Regions from separate parts of the Xenopus laevis genome. Here region 1 is linked to region 2. The links are chromatin contacts, called in public Hi-C maps. All regions are on one chromosome and are shown on one strand. The core of a region is the stretch at or near the end of the contact, and the rest is flanking DNA. Distances in the headings are between cores, read along the strand shown. Region 1 overlaps atp6ap1l.L (V-type proton ATPase subunit S1-like protein). Region 2 overlaps vcan.L (versican L homeolog).

Region 1 (6,775 bases), core at 68-2,567, 630 kb before region 2:
TTGAGTCATTGGGGCAAATTCACTAAGATGCGAAGTTGCGCCAGGCGCAACTTCGCCGCACTTCGCCAGGCGTAGTTTCGCCAGGGCTCCGCAAATTCACCAAAATCCGAAGTTGCGACAGGGGTAGCGAAAGGTTGCGAAGTTGCGCTAGCGTTGATTCGCTATATGAAGCGAAGTTGCGCTAGCGAAGGCCAATTTGCATACGGCGCGAAATTCAAATTTCAATGGAGGAACACGTATCTGCACTACAAATGCCTAGAAAACCTTCAAATCAGCACATAAAAATTTTATTTTGCCCTACACATGTGCCCACTGTCTAGGTAAGTTGCCATGAGTCAGGAAATGTAGGGGGGAAGGAGGGGAGCCCCAAAAAATGTTTTGATCTTTTTCAGCCTATCACCCATAATGTAGAAAACACGCCAGCGTTTTTTGGGACTTAGAAAAAATTTTGATTTTTTTTTAAACAATCCCTATCTACTCTATTGCGCTTCGCCAGGTCTGAGGTGGCAAAAGAAGTCTAGCGTAAAAGGTAGCGTTCAGTAGACTGCGCAAGTTAGTGAATTTGCGTAGTTTCGTCGCTAGCGAAAATTCGCCTGACGTAAGGTTGCGAAGTAACACTAGCGAAACTACGCCAGCGTTCGTTAGTGAATTTGCGCAGTAGCGAAAATGCCAAACGCTAGCGAATTAACGCTAGCGTTCGGCGCTTCGCGGCTTAGTGAATTTGCCCCTATGGGAGACAGCCTTCTCATAATTCGGGATAACGGGTTTCCGAGTATGGATGCAATACTTGTACTGTTTTATTATTACAGAGATGGATATTTGTTATTTGGATATAACAGAGTTTTTGGGAGATGGCCTTTCTGTAATTTGGAGCTTTCTGGATAATGGGTTTGCAGATAACAGATCCCATACCTGTTATATAGCAGTATGTAAAAAAAATCTAGTGTGTAAAGATTTCTGTCATCTTTTGGCATAATTTCTTTGAATGTCAGGGTTTGAATGCTGACTATTGTTTCCTACTCAGATACAGGCATTTCATGCAGAAGACGGCCATTTTGGCTCTGCTAGAGACTGCACGACCTACATGTCTCCTGCCATCCTTATGGGCCTTGTCATGTCCCTTGTTCTGCTGCTTGTCCTGGCCTATGCGCTCCACATGCTGATCCATTTGAAATCAATTGACAAACACTATCAAAGGAAACATTCTACCACCTACTTCCCCAAAACAAAAGACTATTCTCCCGAAGATGAGAGGGAGCCCCTAAGTGGCCGTCTACAAGAATGTTATGAACTGAGACAGCAGCAGCAGCAGCACAGCAAGCGTCACATGCAGCCGTCTACATCTGTTCCCTATTAGCACTAGAATTGACCATTGTTTCCCCTTTGTGTATTTCTGTTATTTTGATTTTGTATTAAACACAGTTTCCAAGAAATGACTCCCCAGAGACACAGCTTATAAAATAAACTCTTGAGCAACGCAGTAACTCTATAGAGACCACCAGCCCCAGCAAACCGTTGTGAAAGGGCAGTGAAATGATTTGGAGAAACGTCTCTTTAACATCGGGTTCCCAGTCGGTCTGGGGGATTTGTTTTCCTGAGAATAAAAAGGATGCAGCTGATAATAAACTTCATAAATTCTTAGTTCGTCGTTGGACATAGTGATATTTTTAAATTTATACCCCATGAATTAATAATTAAGTGAAACAATTAAAACCATCTTTTAGTAGGGACACAAGTTAGATAAGCAGAAGGAGCCGTCTTGGGGCATCAACTCATAGCAACCAATCATACATTTGAGTTTAATGTTTAATTACAATGGAGGAATCAAATACATTTTTGATTGGTTGTCTGGACATGAAAGGGCTCATTTACTTAACGCATCACATTTGTGGGCCCCAAGGCCAGAACTAGGAGGTGGCAGAAGAGGCACATGCCTAGGGCGCAACCATGGGGGAGAGGGGGGCTGGGCAGGTACCTTTTGAAGGGTCTTCTTTCTACTCCTAGTCCAGGGTCACTTGTTCCATCTGCTGCTTACCCCTCTTCAGGGGCGATTCTGAGACGGCCTTCTTTTGCAGCCCCCACCCCTCCCCACTGCACTAACCTTTACATTGCCGGAGAGGGCAGGGGCAGTCCACGTCGCTTAGTGCACAGAGCGCAATTGAGCTCTCTGCCCCAGAAGAGCCGAATTTCCGGGTTGAATACCGGAAATTCGTCTCTTAGTTACCAGGAGCACCATTTTTGCCTCCCCTGGCAACCAGGGGGGCGCTGCTGCCTGAGGCGAGTGTTTCAACTCGCCTCATTGGTGGAGCGCCCCTGCCCCTCTTGTCACTACAGCCCCCCCCCTATGTAACTGCACATGATCTTGCACGTTTGTGCGTGCTCACATGGGAGTTAGTGAGGTGGCCGGCTGGGTTGCCCAGGGTGCCCGGTTGACTTGGATCGCCCCTGGCCTCCAGTCATTTGTGTGAGAAATCCCATTCATTACAGCTACTTGTGTCAACATGTGTTCCTTGTACTTCTGCATTTCCTTCCTGCTTAGATTTGAGCCCTGCTGCACCCACTGATGCAGGGGGACCCTGGAGCTATTGCAACTTCTGAACCAGGCGGTGGTTTTAGTATTCCCAAATCACCCTACATCACTAAGAGCAGATGCACCAAAATATGTACATGTTTCACAGCAAATGTTGGTAATTACGTGGACTTGTGTTGAAGTGCAATTTTGTACGTTTTAACAGATCTGTCGCAATTCCATCAGACTCATCTCCCCTTGTCAACGGCAAAAATGCTGCATGGCCATTGCATCAAAAAGTTGAAAATTATAGGCGAGGAGGTAAATCACCGATGCCATGTAGCATTTTTAGTATGAAAGTATGGTGTAGTATGGGACCTGTTATCCAGAATGACCTAGGGTTTTCCAGATAAGGGATCTGCATACCTTAAGTCTACTAAAAAGCCATGTAAACATTGAGGGACAGATTTATTAAAGGTCGAAGTTAAAAATCAAATTAGAATTTTCGATTTTTTAATTTGAATTCAAATTTTGAGATTTACCATACCCTGGCCCTTTAAGAACTCAAATTCGACGATTCACCACCTTAAACCTGCCGAATTGCTGTATAAGTCAATGGGAGAGGTCCAGTGATCAATTTGGATATGTCTGCAACCTTCCTGACATTCGAGTTTTTTTAATTCAAATCAAATCCAATAAAATTCGTCCGAGCTGAGAAAATTCTATTTTATTAATAAATTGCGATTGGTCGAATTTCGAGTTTGTGGGAGTTTTAAAAAAACTCACATGAATTCGAAATTCGACCCTTGATAAATGTGCCTCTAAATAAACCCAAAAGGCTGGTTTTGTTTCCAATAAGAATTAATTATATCTTGTACTTGGTTGGGATCAAGTACAAGGTGCTGTCTTCTTATAACAGGGAAAAAGAAAATACATTTAAAAAATGATTTAATTAAAATTGAGTCTATAGTAGAAGGTCTTCCTGTAAAATGGAGCTTTCTGGATAATGTGTTTCCAGATAATGGATCCTATATCTGACAGATAAGCAGAGAACATTATAGAACCTCTAAATACATGTGTTATCTTAGTGACATGTTCTAAGCACACAGACACTGGGAGAAACCAGTTTAATATACTGTAATTTACTATATGCTGTACACTCCCATGCAAGGCAGGCATCTCCAGCGTTCATCTTCTGCAATGTATACTATTCTATGTTGCTTTAACCCTACCTCAGATGGGCTTTGATTCAATCAGGAGTGGCTTAGTGTGGGATTAATAAATATGGCAATATTATTGATGCACGGATGTAGCAACATCAAGTGATTCTGCACACTAAGGAGTTTATGATGCTAAACTGCACTCGTGCAGTTAAACTGGCCATAAAAATCTGCTTGTTTGGCAAAGTTGCATGCTGGGCCAAACTGGATGGATTCATCTACCTAACTGGCCCCTAGTCCTTGTCTAAAGGGATTTTTCAAACCTGCCCAATTGAGTTACTGATTAAAGGACATGTAAACCCCCTCCACAAAAATGTAATCAGTGAACAGCCTCTTTGAAATCTTTAGATAACTGCCATTCTGGTTGTTAAAAGGTTAACAGTAAGGCTGCAGCATCCCCTTAATCACTTATAAATTCTTCTCCCCCCCTCTGCCCCCTCCCTCAGGAATTTGCGTTGGCTGTTGGCTCATGAGCATGCTCAGTTCTTCTCAGCTCAGATTACTAAACACGCCCTTCAGTCTAACAGCCAATGAAGAGATAGCGTTCCCATAGAAACTCTAGCTGTCAGATACTATTTTTTTCTCCTAACCACCTCTCCTGAGCTCAGGTTAACCATTACAGTGCTCAACCCCAGCAGAACTTTTTATCAAAGTATGTTGTGCCTGTATAAATCTGCATTCTGCATTGCATAAAGTTTACATCATACGTGTCTCAATGTTACTGATGATGTCAGAGGAAAAATGGTCGCCGGGTGAAAGCTGCTATTTGTTTTAGGAAAATGTGATGGCGCTGGCAAATGGAGGGGGTATATACAGTACATGGGTGTGGAAGATATGCCCAACTTATATACATGATAGGAAAATGTAGGCTTTACATGTCCTTTAAGGGTCTGTGTATGTTCAGCTTTAGCCATAGCTGTCAATCAGACCCCTGCTTTCATTTCCTAACTACTAGCAGACTGTTCAAAGCTAATTGCTGATTGGTTGCTGTTGGCAGCTACACTAGTGCACTTTAGTACCTAAGTTCATAAATCAGCTCTTAAACGTTTTAAGTAAATAACACTGAGGGGCAGATTTACTAAGGGTCGAATTTCAAGGGTTAAAAAACCCTCGATTTCAACCCTCGAAGTAAAATCCTTCAAATTCGAATATCGAATTCTAAGGATGTACCGCAAAAACTTTAATTGAACGATCGAATAAAAATCGAACAATAAAATCCTTCGAATCGAACGATTTTAATCGATCGATCAAAGGATTTTTATTCAACCACAAACAACGTAGAAAAGTGCTGGGGAAGGTCCCCATAGGCTAACATTGAACCTCGGTAGGTTTAAACTGGCGAAGTATGTCGTCGAAGTATTTTTTAAAGAGACAGTACTTTGACTATCGAATAGTCGAACGATTTTTACTTCGAATCCTTCGAATCATTCAATTCGATAGAATTTGACCCATTCGATGGTCGAAGTACCCAAAAAAAACTTCGAAATTCGAATTTTTTTTCATTCGAATCCTTCACTCGAGCTTAGTAAGCCTGCCCCTGAATTTAAAGCACTGTCCTCCATATGTAAGAAACGGCAAGAACTTTGCTCAGGTGCTGTAACCTATAAGTGCACAGTAAATGCTACATGCTGATTGGTGGCTAGAGGTGGTAAGAACTTTAGCAAACTTTGAAAGAGGAGCCTCTCTTTTATCTTAAGAGCATCTCCTAATCCATATGATAAACATGGCATAGGCTGTTCTTGTTTTCAAAACAAAGACCGTGTTTATTTAAATTTGGTACTTTTTACTAAGTGATTTACTGCTCTGTAAAAAATATAGATCCTTTCAAATCTACCAAGCTCTTTTTCAAGCTGGAATGTCTTATTTTAGGGCCGGCCTTTTACAAATTGTTCATTCCCCCATTAACTTACATTGTATACTGTACATATCAATGCAGTGATCATTCAATTTCAGGAATGAACATTTCAGTAGGATGTTAGAGTTCAGTGCTTCTGCTGAGCTCTAACACCCCGTAGAATAGACTAGTACTCAAAGCAGTAAAACACATTCTGACACACTGATCTGCTGACAGTCAGGAAAGTGTTTAGTATCTGTGATAAAATGTAAACATTAGGGAATCCTTTTGGTAACTGCATTTCAGATATTGATGAATAAGCTTCGTAGGTAAGATGTAAATATGTAATGGGCCAGTCCCAATTGTTATCTGTTCGAGGTAAGCTAGGTTCTGAATTTGCAAAAGCATTTCATTCAATACTCAAGGACTTGATCCCATTTCTCAGTGTTCCGTGAGACTGGCAGAAAGCCGATGTGGTTCCACTTGTTAAAAGGGGAATGACAACTTAAGTTGGACTTTATAGTGGGGGAAAGTGGGGGAAAGGCTTTCAAAGATGAATATGGGACAGTCTTCAGAAATACATTGTTGATACAAAAATCATAATTTGATTCCGAGCGGCACTCTGAGAAATAAGTTGTGCCAGACAAACTGATTTCTAGCAGAGTGTTAGCAGAAACTTGGACGAAGGAGAAGCAGTGAGACCTGAGCTGTTGGATTTTGTTAAGGCATTTGATTCGGTGCCATAGAAAAGGCTGCTCTCTAAATCAAGGGACGTTGGACTCAGGAAAACATTCGTAATCTGATAGAAAACTGGTAGACGGGTAAATTTCAGAGAGTCGGTGTTGATTAGAGCTAGACCTGTGTCTAGACAAGAGTTCCACGTGTAATACCTCAGGTTTTAGCTCACGGGATCCTTATTTGTCATTTCCATATCAAACATCTTAAAGTGCACATTGAAAGGAATATCTATACAGGTATGGGACCTGTTATCCAGAATGATCGGGACCTGGGGTTTCTGGATAACAGATCTTTCTGTAATTTGGATCTTCATGCCTTGTCTACTAGAAAATCATTTAAACATTAAATAAACCCAATAGGCTGGTTTTGCTTCCAATAAGGCTTAATGATATCTTAGTTGGGATCAAGTACAAGCTACTGTTTTATAATTACAGAGAAAAAGGAAATCATTTTTAAAACCTTGGATTATTTTCT
Region 2 (6,570 bases), core at 3,871-6,370:
TTTATAATCTGCAAAATTTATATTTAGCTGCTTTAATCATTAATAACAGTCAAATTATCCGTACGTGTTTGTAACTCACACCACTATGTGTTCAGTGTTTATTCCATGTCACCACCATGTGGTTAAAAGAGGAATTGTAACCTTGGTAAATGATCATTTCTGAATATATATATATATTTATATAGGTAGTGATGAGCGTCAAAATTGTTGTTGTGTCTTTTAATAAAACTGATGGCAGTATATCATGGGAAGTGTGCTAAAAAAAAAAAAAAAGATAATAAAGCCTGAATATTTAATATTCATATTTAATAGGTACAATTTTACAAACTGTCACTCTATACCTGTAAAATCCATGAATCGCTCCATACTTAATACCTGATGATAACAATGACATTTAATTAATGTAATTAATCAATAATAATGAAGAAAAACAACAGCTTGATATGATATTGGCTCATGTGATATAGGTAAAGTGATTGTCAGTGATCATACCTCCTGTCTACCTATAGAAGCACGTTCTCCACTGAGTAACACTGGACTGAACGAGCTTTGATGCTAAATTTGATTGGTTCCTATGATTTCTTATTCTGGGTCCATTTTAATTTACTTTTTCCCTGTGACCCCCAATCTGTGCTCTGGCTGGGAACATTTCAGGTACTGTACGTCTAGAAGCAAATGGGTTGAATTATTATGCTGGAGACTTTCACCCCTATGGATAATATGTGCACAATCCCTTTCTGTTGTGCCAGCTGCTACAGCAGGGCTTCATAACCTTTCTCTGAATTTGTTTTTACTTCATTGTGCACCTAATGGCAACATGGAGACCTCTCTAAAAAGTATGGGGGCCGTTTTTTTTAAAGGAGAACTAAAGCATAACTAAAGAAGTAGGAATGTTGATGACCCAATATTCTTTGCAAGTATTGGGTTCACTGATATTATCATTGATGTCATTGTCCAATACAGAGAAACAGATGGTTTGCAGAACTATAGGCAGGTGTGCTCAGCTTCTCATACCAGTTGGCTATTCAAAAATTTGAATTTAAGGCCTGTTGAAGTCAAAACAGCCATGTTAGTATATTTTTGGTATCTCCTAGCAGTGACTGCCACAGAGCCAAAGCTAAGATGTCGCTTAGACATTATCTAAATTGATGATTGGCTGATAGAAACAGTATCCTTATTTCATTATTTATCCTAATCTACCACTAAATGCTCTCTGTAAATCTGATATGTATTTTGGAATTAGGCTATGCCATGTTGCTGCACTCAGAATTCTAAATGTGCTGATCCAACATACTTCTGATTTGTTTAAATATGTTATTATTATATCTATTATAAGTAATTCTAAAACAACTGGACTTGCTGAGTAATCCGAGCAGCTTCTTCGGTTTAACTGACTGGTGTGGGAAGTTCTCTTCATATAAACTCTTCCACTAATCCAATCACAATGGAAGCGTTTATATGCCGAGAACTTCCCACACCAGTCAGTTGAACTGAAGAAGCTGCTCGGATGAGAAGTAAAACGTCTTCAATGATTACTCAGCAAGTCCAGTTGTTTTAGAATTACTTATATTAGATAGAACATGACCTGGATGAATGAAAATCTTCATAGTCATGTTATTATTATCCAAAATGCTTGTGGGGACCTAGGTTTTCCGTATAAGGGATTTTTCTGTAATTTGGATCTCTGTACTTTGTCTACTAAAAAATAATTTAAACATTAAATTAAGTGTTGCCTCCAATAAGGATTAATTATATCTTAGTTGGGATCAAGTACAAGGTACTGTTTGATTATTACAGAGAAAAAAGGAGCCTATGGGAGATGGCCACCCTGTAATGTACTAAAATAATGATTTTTGAGTATGGCTTCCTTATAGCGTTCAATAATAGAGAAATAAAGGTACAAAGCTGAACAAGCCATTGTTGCTTTCTTTAAAGCTTCTTGAAGCTCTTTAATCCACCTTTTGAATGTCACCTTTGGTTGATGTCTTTAAGACAAGCAGAACATTAATGCAGTGTTTAAATGAGCCCAACGCCCTCTAATCTCTCCTGTTGAACTGGAATTCCCTTATAAGGTATTCGCAATATAACCATGTCCGAGGTACTATTTATAAAGCCCTTTAAAACGAGCTCAGCGCCCGTGAGATCTGAGTATACAAAGGGATATCCTCATAAACTGACTTTCTTGTCTACATCTTGGCTCCATTAATTGCCATTAAAGCAAACTCACCCCAGATGACATTAGAGGTTTAACATTTCATTCATTATGCTGTACAGGGGTTGTAACCAGCTTTATTTTTTTTTTAGTACCCAACTTAAGATTTTACAGGTTTAAAATCCAGAGGGGTTCAATTCTGGCCATCCAATCAGTAATTAACCTTCAGTGTGCAAGGCCAGCTTAAAGGAAAACTTAACCCCCAAAATTAATACTTAAGCAACAGATAGTTTATATTATATTAAGTGAGATATAAAAGAATCTTACCCAACTGGAATATATATTTAAGTAAATATTGCCGTTTTACATCTCTTGCCTTAAGCCACCATTTTGTGATGGTCTGTGTGCTGCCTCAGAGATGACCTGACCAGAAATACTGCAGCTCTAACTGTAACAGGAAGAAGTGTGGAAGTAATGACAGAACTTTGTCCGTTAATTGGCTCATGTGACCTAACATGTATGGTTTGTGTGCACCGTGATTCGTAGGATCCCAGGGGGCGGCCCTTAGTTCTTAAAATGGCAATTTTCGGTTTGTAATTACCTAATGGCACATACTACTAAAAAAGTATATTATTATGAAAATGGTTTATTTGCATGCTGGCAATTTGACATTGATATGATGATCTCAGTGACACAGTACAAGGAGAGGATTCAGGAGAGGACCTGGATCACATTTACTTTAGACTTTTCTGAGGTGTTAAAGCCCTACAGAAACAGCAGGGACCTTAGGACACTGGTACAAGGGGCAATTTCATGCATCCCTACATTAATGTAGTGATAGGAAACAGAATTCTCAAAGTTGACTCTCATTGACTTACGCATGCAAAGTGAATGCCCCCATAGTCATAAGCAATTACCACACAAGTGAATGGAGGCAAGAATTGTATCCCATGCCCAGAGGAGCTACTAATCCCTATATGGACAAAACACCCCGCGAGTTATTACCCTTGGGCAACAGTGGGATAAGAAAATATTCACGGAATGCATAATCCAAAATAGAAAGTATTGTTTTGTCATTATTTATTTTCTTTCTGCATTTCCAGCTTAAGACATACAAGCTAATATTTGTCTACTCTACATGGAACTGGCTTTTATGTTTCTGTGGTTTACTAATGCGCACGTTATGTGCCAAACTTTATTGGGCATAAGTGTTGGTGTTAAAGGGATCAAGGAGTCGACTCTGTACTAGGTCCCTTGCTTTTCAACTTGTTTATTAATGACCTGGAGGTGGGCATTGAAAGTACTGTTTCTATTTTTGCAGATGATACTAAATTGTGCAGAACTATAGGTTCCATGCAGGATGCGGCCACTTTGCAGAGTGATTTGTCTAAATTGGAAAACTGGGCAGCAAACTGGAAAATGAGGTTCAATGTTGATAAATGCAAGGTTATGCACTTTGGCAAAAATAATATAAATGCAAGTTATACACTAAATGGCAGTGTGTTAGGAGTTTCCTTAAACGAGAAGGATCTAGGGGTCTTTGTAGATAACACGTTGTCTAATTCTGGGCAGTGTCATTCTGTGGCTACTAAAGCAAATAAAGTTCTGTCTTGCATAAAAAAGGGCATTAACTCAAGGGATGAAAACATAATTATGCTTCTTTATAGGTCCCTGGTGAGGCCTCATCTGGAGTATGCAGTGCAGTTTTGGACTCCAGTCCTTAAGAGAGATATAAATGAGCTGGAGAGAGTGCAGAGACAAAGTGCAACTAAATTGGTTAGAGGGATGAAAGACTTAAATTATGAGGGTAGACTGTCAAGGTTGGGGTTGTTTTCTCTGGAAAAAAGGCGCTTGCGAGGGGACATGATTACACTTTACAAGTACATTAGAGGACATTATAGACAAATGGCAGGGGACATTTTTACCCATAAAGAGGATCACCGTACCAGAGGCCACCCCTTTAGACTAGAAGAAAAGAACTTTCATTTGAAGCAACGTAGGGGGTTCTTCACAGTCAGGACAGTGAGGTTGTGGAATGCACTGCCGGGTGATGTTGTGATGGCTGATTCAGTTAATACCTTTAAGAATGGCTTGGATGATTTTTTGGAAAGACATAATATCAAAGGCTATTATGATACTAAACTCTATAGTTAGTATAGGTATGGGTATATAGAATTTAATTAAAAGTAGGGAGGGGTGTATGTATGGATGCTGGGTTTTCATTTGGAGGGGTTGAACTTGATGAACTTTGTCTTGTTTCAACCCAATTTAACTATGTAACTATGTAAATATGTAAGGACTGAGGTGTAAGTCTGTTGTTGGTTGGAGCCCAAGCATCACAGAGCCTCTCATAGCTGTCCTCTGATATAATCTGTATGAATAAAATGGAAGCTCCAAATTAACTCTATTTGTTGAAATGACCAACTATTATGATTTTTAAATTGTGTGATTTGACTCCATGTTGCTGATCAAGCTGAGGACCTTATCGTGAGGTCATTATTTTGGCTAAATCAGTTGTTAGGGGTACACCGAGTGGAACCGATGATTTTAAAGTTTGTGAGCGGCCAAAAGAACACCCATTTTGTCTTAAGCTTATTTAAATGGAAAATTATCTCTGCAAATGATAAGCTGTCAGAGCTATTTTTGAACTGCAATATCTTTTGAATGAACCAACTTCCAGAAACGACAGTCCCTTTGCCTGGAAAGTTAGTAAATCTATCGGTTATAGTGTTCCGTGGTTATGCAGCCTGTGTATCCCAGCCATCAGACAGTATCAACTAAGCAAGCTACGACTTGAGCCAGTTGGCCTTGGGCTGTTTAGATTGTATCTGATGCACAAATAAAGAGGAAATGTGATCCTTAATGCAACTGAACTGAGAATTTGCCTGGTTGACTTAGCTCTGTATGCACAATTAATTCCTTGGCTTTACAAGGGAAAACATTAGTGGGAATGTGCACTCAATGGCTCTATAGTGAACAAAAGGAGAAAAGCTTTAGACGCTAGAGAAGGATTTAGACAATTTGCATTGCTTATCTGTGTCTATTTTGATCAGTTTTCTTTTAAAAAGACAGAAACAATTAAGAGTATTAGTATTTTCCCCGACTTGGAACCCAACTGTCAACCAGCATGACAGCCATCTCCCCCAATCTCCTAACATATACCACAGCGGAATGCTCAGTGTTCTGTATCCAGAACTTCTGACTTATCAGAACAATTTTATGACATGCAAATTATTCAATAAACATATCTGAAGTTGCGCATGAGTCACAAAACCGACAGCTGCAAAGCTGTTTATGATTCATTTGCGTAAAGTGAAATCCGACCCATATATTTATTATTTTTATCTTTAAAATCAGAACTAAGTATCCTAGCGGGAAAGCGGCCAACGTGTTGACAGAAGATTAAAAAAGGAGCATAAAGTGAATCTGTTCTGTTAAAGCTGTTTGGCATTAACCTTGGGAGAAACCAAAGGGGTAAAGCCGAGAGGTGTTCAGTGATGTAATGAGATGTGAAGCCATAAAGTGTCAGGCGTCAAGATGTGGAACAAACTAGTTGAATAAAAATCCAACATTCATGAATCCTTAAAATATCAACAAAAAATAGAGTTTGGAGGAAATAAAAAAGCTTATTTAATTATTTGGTACCGGAATGAGACCCATTATCTTGAAACCTGTTATCCAGAAAGCTCCAAATTAAGGAAAGGCCATCCTCTATAGACTGAATTTTATCCAAATAATCCAAATTTTTAAAAATGATTTCCTTTTTCTCTGTAGTGATAAAACAGTACAGTGTACTTGATCCAAACTAAGATATAATTGGTCCTTATTGAAAACCAGTCCATTGAGTTTATTAATGTTTAAATAATTTTGTAGTAGACTTTAATTATGAAGATCCCAATTATCGAAAGATCCATTATCCGGAAAACCCCAGGTCCCGAGCATTCTGGAAAACAGGTCCTAAAACGGTAGTACATTTTGCAAAATTAGTTGCTGGATCAATGAATTTCAGTTCTGACTCCATTGAAGTCAAACATTTGGACAGGGGCCCCCGTTAAGGGTAATGTCACACTGTGAGATTTGGGGAGAGTTAGTCGCCCGGCAACTAATTGCCTCTTCTTTGGGGCGACTAATCTCCCTGAACTGCTTCCGCTGCTGGAATGAAAAAACGTCTGCAGCATGGCACTTGCGGCGCTTCGTTTTCCTAAGTCGCCCGAAGTTTCCTCGTGAGGCAACTTCAGAAAACAAATCGATGCGAGTGCCATGCCGCAGGCGTTTTTTCATTCTAGCTGGTGGAATAAAGGGGAAATCAGTTCGGGGAGATTAGTCACCCCAAAGGAGAGGTGATTAGTCACCAGGGGACTAAATCTCCCAGAATCTCACAGTGTGACCTTACCCTAAGTCATAACAATATTAACAAT

Evidence for each region. A called contact is a pair of places that touch in the nucleus more often than the background predicts.
Region 1: a Hi-C map of the XL177 cell line shows a contact between it and region 2, with 6 times the contacts expected there. The contact joins two enhancer-like sites. A contact is called at or near these places in 2 of 4 Hi-C or Micro-C datasets (the XL177 cell line and the XTC cell line).

What each region holds. Positions count from the first base shown.
Region 1 is chr1L:197,455,798-197,462,572 of Xenopus_laevis_v10.1, reverse strand. It overlaps atp6ap1l.L (V-type proton ATPase subunit S1-like protein), which reads left to right. Exons shown (of 7, transcript XM_018264778.2): 7 at 1,025-1,675. The coding sequence ends at 1,357. Among protein-coding and RNA genes, the nearest start is that of atp6ap1l.L, 39 kb to the left of the region's middle. Within about 2 kb of position 1,317, at least 1 of the 7 cell types and tissues checked has an H3K27ac peak or open chromatin away from gene starts, as enhancers often do.
Region 2 is chr1L:196,830,956-196,837,525 of Xenopus_laevis_v10.1, reverse strand. The region is part of intron 14 of vcan.L (versican L homeolog); the gene reads left to right. Among protein-coding and RNA genes, the nearest start is that of vcan.L, 65 kb to the left of the region's middle. Within about 2 kb of position 5,120, at least 1 of the 7 cell types and tissues checked has an H3K27ac peak or open chromatin away from gene starts, as enhancers often do.